2 separate regions of the Danio rerio genome follow, and region 1 is linked to region 2. The links are chromatin contacts, called in public Hi-C maps. All regions are on one chromosome and are shown on one strand. The core of a region is the stretch at or near the end of the contact, and the rest is flanking DNA. Distances in the headings are between cores, read along the strand shown. Region 1 holds the start of arl6ip6 (ADP-ribosylation factor-like 6 interacting protein 6). Region 2 has its middle 27 kb from the start of ino80db.

Evidence for each region. Hi-C and Micro-C count contacts between places; a contact is called where the count stands out from the background.
Region 1: a Hi-C map of an unstated tissue shows a contact between it and region 2, with 3 times the contacts expected there. The contact joins the promoter of arl6ip6 here to the enhancer-like site in region 2. A contact is called at or near these places in 3 of 18 Hi-C or Micro-C datasets (caudal fin, hematopoietic stem cells and an unstated tissue).

Annotation. Positions count from the first base shown.
Region 1 is chr6:14,344,130-14,346,829 of GRCz12tu, reverse strand. It overlaps arl6ip6 (ADP-ribosylation factor-like 6 interacting protein 6), which reads left to right and starts at 1,378. Exons shown (of 4, transcript NM_001089501.1): 1 at 1,378-1,854; 2 at 2,241-2,294; 3 at 2,375-2,507. The coding sequence starts at 1,569. It also overlaps a transcript of asic4b not described here.
Region 2 is chr6:14,228,116-14,230,815 of GRCz12tu, reverse strand. It overlaps a transcript of asic4b not described here. Among named protein-coding and RNA genes, the nearest start is that of ino80db, 27 kb to the right of the region's middle. Within about 2 kb of position 1,440, at least 14 of the 62 cell types and tissues checked have an H3K27ac peak or open chromatin away from gene starts, as enhancers often do.

The DNA.
Region 1 (2,700 bases), core at 129-2,628, 120 kb before region 2:
TATTAAACTACAATACACTAAAAACTAAAGGGTATTACTATACTTATTATTATTAGTTCACTATAGTTAATACAGAATGCTGTAGCATTCATTAGCCAAGTACTGTACATACTCTAATATACAGTAATAATTTACTGCAGTAGCCTATAGTTCAAAAAAACTATAGTATTTTACATGTAACGGTTGTTTCAAACAAGGTAGCAAATACATTAAAAAACATGAGATACTAATTTCAATAGTCTATTTATGTAATGTAGTATTTCACTGATTTAATTGAAAAGTATATTTTTCATTTATCATCTCTTTAGAATGGTAAATAATTTTTTATTTGCAAAAAACAGTAACAATATTTGTATACAATACAGAATATGAATTACGAATTTAGAAAGAAAGAAAGACAGAAAGAAAGAAAGAAAGAAAGAAAGAAAGAAAGAAAGAAAGAAAGAAAGAAAGAAAGAAAGAAAGAAAGAAAGAAAGAAAGAAAGAAAGAAAGAAAGAAAAAGAAAATGATATAAACTTGAGGGTACAGTAAGCCGTTTAAGAGTCATTCATTCATTCATTCATTCATTCATTTTCTTTTTCAGCTTAGTTTCTTTATTAATCAGGGGTCACCACAGCAGAAGTAATCCCCCACTTATCCAGCATATGTTTTTATGCAGCGAATGCCATAGATAGATATTGTGTAACACTTTATGTAATTCTTTAACTTTGCTGGGAACACAAAATTTGTAAAGTAAGAGCTAAGCCTTTTTCCAATCAATTTTATCTATTACAGAATTCCAAAGAAATTTCCCCCTCAGAAGGATTCTTTTCTTTGACTGAAATTTCTTATATTTTTATTACTACAATTTAGGTCGTAAATGCCTTTGTCCTCAACTAGGTTCTTTTTCAACAATCGCTTTAAATGACAAGTGGCATCTCATTAAATGAGCAAGGTCACTTGGTATGGCCTTAATCATAGTATGAATTTCTTCACGAATAACAGGTAAATTATATTTAACCATAAAATCACCATATAAGTAGAAGTTTCCTTGTGGATCAAGTAAGTCACAAAGAGAATACTTTTTTTATGCCAATTCTTATCAAATTGATTGATTCTTTACTAAGAACTTTCGTTGTTCCATAGCTTCACTTTGTTCTATGTGATAATAACAGCGTGTGTTTTTTGTTTAGTGACGTTCGTCACATCCAATCGTACGGTCGTATAGCATGGGTTGTCTATTATGATTGGGCAAGGCGACAATGAAGGCGGTGCTTCACAAACACGGAAGCTCAAACCGCGATGTTTTGAAACTCCCCAACATTCGACAGCTTTCAAATCAACAAGTATTACGTTTAACAAACCCCTGTATAAAGCAAGTATAATTATTGCTTGACATTATAAAACAGTTTTACATACACAGCAGAGGTCGAGTGTAATTGATACGAGAAGTGAGATGAACTAACCAGCGTATTTACTAACAAGTCTGTTTTTCCGTGTTGTCTAGGAAACGGAAACGCGCAAGCTAAAGACGCAGGATGTGACTCGAGCTAACAATTTCAACTTCAGAAGTTAACTGCTGGCGAGCATGCAGCGGTCTGCTAGAGATAAAGACGGCCCGTCGTTGGACATTTATTCTGACGACGAGGAGACGATTGTGTTAGCAGAAAGAAGAACTGCGATGGAGGACACTAATGCAGGTTCAAACGTGAGAAGCGAGAACCGCGGGGCAACGCCTGGGCGGCCACCTGTCCGGCAGAGGTACTGGAGGAACACACACCTGTGGCCCGCTCGTATCGGCTCTGTGCTGTGCAGCATAATCTTCGTATCGTTTATCGCAGTGTTGATCGCATTTCTTTACATCATTTTAAAAGGTAAACACAACTATATCTGTTTAATGCTATGATTCTCTTAAAGGGGCAGTTACCCAAAAATGAAAGTTCTGTAAACATTTAGTTTACCTTCACATGTTTTTTTTTCTTCTGTTGAACAATAAAGGACGATATACCAAATAATGTTGGGTGAAAAACACCTGTATTGACTTCTATATTATTTTTGTTCCTAGTGTGGATGTCAGTGGCTGTTTTTTTTCCAACTTTCTTCAGAATATCTTGTTTTCTGATCAACAAAAGAATTTTTTTTTATTAAAGTTAATGGTGAGGACTTTTTGGGGGTATACTGCTCCTTTAAATTTCCAGCCAGTGCAATGTTATATTTGTTACTGTATGCACAATTTGATTAATAATTCTCTTGATTATAGATTTAAAAACAGAGAAGATAACCACTGAAGATGGATCAGAAGTGCGACTCCTAGGTTGGTCCAGCATAAACCTAAAAGTTTGCTATATACGATATTAAATGGATGTTTTTAAACATGGCTTATTTTTTTTACAGGTTTTTGGAGTATTTTGGTCCTGTCTTCTATGGCTGGAGTTTTGTGTTGCAGTTTCTCCTGGACTCTAACTTACTTTGACTCCTTTGAGCCAGGAATGTTTCCTCCAACTCCTCTTTCTTCATCCAGATACAAGTGAGCATGTTTTATTATTTTTTTTCTTTAATCCTTACTCTAAAATTAAATCACCAAACCATACTATCTAAATCATGTTTGACTATAGTCATGACTATAGTCTTCTGCGAATTAGAACCCAGCCTTTTAATTATTATTATTTAATTATATATTTTTAAACCAAGTTTACATATTTTATCATTTGATCAGTTAG
Region 2 (2,700 bases), core at 191-2,690:
CGCCTCACAGCAAGAAGGTCGATGGTTCGAATCTCGGCTCAGTTGGCGTTTCTGTGAGGAGTTTGCATGTTCTCCCTGCGTTGGCGTGGGTTTCCTCCGGTTGCTCCGGTTTCCCCCACAGTCCAAAGACATGCGGTACAGGTGAATTGGGTAGGCTAAATTGTCCATAGTGTATGAGCGTGTGTATGAATGTGTGTGTGTGTGTGTGTGTGTGTGGATGTTTCCCAGAGATGGGTTGCGGCTGGAAGGGCATCCGCTGCGTAAAAACCTGCTGGATAAGTTGGCGGTTCATTCCGCTGTGGCGACCCTGGATTAATAAAGAGACTAAGCCGACATGAATGAATAAATGAATGAGAGAGAGATGTTAATGGCCTGGTCTGATCCAATTCAGTGATTTATAAGCTAAAAGTGCTGATTGTCTAAAATGGCCAAAATGAGCCCTTTTTCCACACAAAAAAAAATGTGGTGTTCCTTTAAACAAGATTGTCATCCTAACAAATAGAGTAGTGGAGTTCAGCAGGGCACTGCAACAAATGTCAAATAATATGGGGACAGTTTGGTCACTAGCTAAATATTGTGTCAGCAAACTCCCAAAGCCGCGAACCCACACGAAGGCTACAGCAGACACGAAGAGGCTGCTGAACGGCTAAAAAAGCATTTGGTTATTGGAGTGAAAGAACCGCGTGGGTGTTAAGGGCGATCCATTTTCTGAGGCATTGTGCAATGTGTTCGCTCACCAGTTTACCTCGGTGCCTGCGGGTCAAGAGGCCTTAACGCTCACAGATACGTGCAATGCGCCATTGTGCACTGGACCACTTTGATACTTACAAACGATTGCGCTTGGAGAAGCTGTTCATGTGGAATCATGGGGGCGTTAAACCTTGTCATGGCCTAACAGCAGCCCTGGCATATCTGGAGCCATAATGATAAGATCTCATCACTGTGACAGTTTATGCAACTGCCATTTCCCTCTGCCAGTCTCTCTATCCTCTCCCTCCCTTTCAGTTCTGCTCGCTCCCCTCACCCAAAAAAAAATTAAATAATAAAAACACGTTGAGAGAAACCGCCTTTATCGCATTTTTTCGGCACCTGCTTCAACAATAGTTATGTGGCAAACACGTCCGTGTGCGAGGTCGCAGTTGTCATGTCACTGGCCGTAATAACATCCATTACATCAGACTCAATCAGCGCGTCCCCGGAGACGGCAGTCCATGATTAACTGGTCTGTCACCCATCATTTGACGCGCCATTTGTCAGTATCACTCTGCGGCGCGTCGGGTAGGGTAGTGCTTCAAACTGAAACATTACCGCAGAAGGCACATGCTAAGAGGACTGTGCTATGAATGTTTTAGCAGACGGCGACTGCAACGCTACAACAGAAATAGAAACAGCGCCAGAGTTGAAGGCAGCCAGGCAGGCACTTGGAGCGGGAGTACAGTATGGGAGCCGTTGCTAGGTAACGCCAGAGCCCCGGGCGCGCGCGCAGGAGCATCCCCGCGCCCCTCTAAGCGGTTTGTTAAAGGAAAATAGATTTGCATCAGCCCTGCTGCTGCTGTCATTATGAGCGGTATCGTCGTCACCTTGAAACACTTGTTTCGCGGTGAATGTGCAGACCTACTTTTAGCAGTGGACAAATGCTCAAAAAAGACTTGTTTCCCAAAATCATCTCTTCTTCACAAATAGCAGGGGAGAGTGGGGACGGTTTTAAGTTGAAACGATGGAATGAACAATGGATCGAACGATGTACAATACCCAGATAGGCAGCATACAAATGTGGGCTACTTAGGTAGTTATGCGGCACTGGTGGTCTTCTTTCGGCCCAGACAAAATGAATATGAGCCTGAAGTGGCCCACCTGTACAGAGGCAAAAGGGGGCCAAAGATTCCAATTCATATATGGGCCATTTAAGGCAAAGATTTGGTACTTATGGCATGTGGGCCACAGTTGGCAAAAATGTGGCATAGTCATTTAAAGGTAAACCTAAAATGGCTTACACGTGTAGGTGCAAATGTGGCCCAGTTATCTTAAGACATGGGCCACTTTTGGCAAATATTTGGCACAGTAAACTCTGGATAATGCAGCTGTGAGCCTAAATTTGCCCAGAGAAAATATGAAAATATAGCAAATGTGGCCCAGGTATTTTAAAACATATGTGGGCCACTTTTACCAAATATTTGGACCAGTGGCTAATGCGGCTGTGAGCCTAAAGTGGCCCAGAGAAAATATGGCAAATGTGGCCCAGTTATTTTAAAACATATGTGGGCCACTTTTGGCAAATATTCGGCACAGTAAGCTCTGGCTAATGTGGCTGTGAGCCTAAAGTGGCCCAGAGAAAATTTGGCAAATGTGGCCCAGTTATTTTAAAACTTATGTGGGCCACTTTTGGCAAATATTCGGCACAGTAAGCTCTGGCTAATGTGGCTGTGAGCCTAAAGTGGCCCAGAGAAAATATGGCAAATGTGGCCCAGTTATTTTAAAACATGTGGGCCACTTTTGGCAAATATTTGGCACAGTAAGCTCTGGCTAATGTGGCTGTGAGCCTAAAGTGGCCCAGAGAAAATATGGCAAATGTGGCCCAGTTATTTTAAAACTTATGGGGGCCACTTTTGGCAAATATTCGGCACAGTAAGCTCTGGCTAATGTGGCTGTGAGCCTAAAGTGGCCCGGAGAAAATATGGCAAATGTGGCCCAGTTATTTTA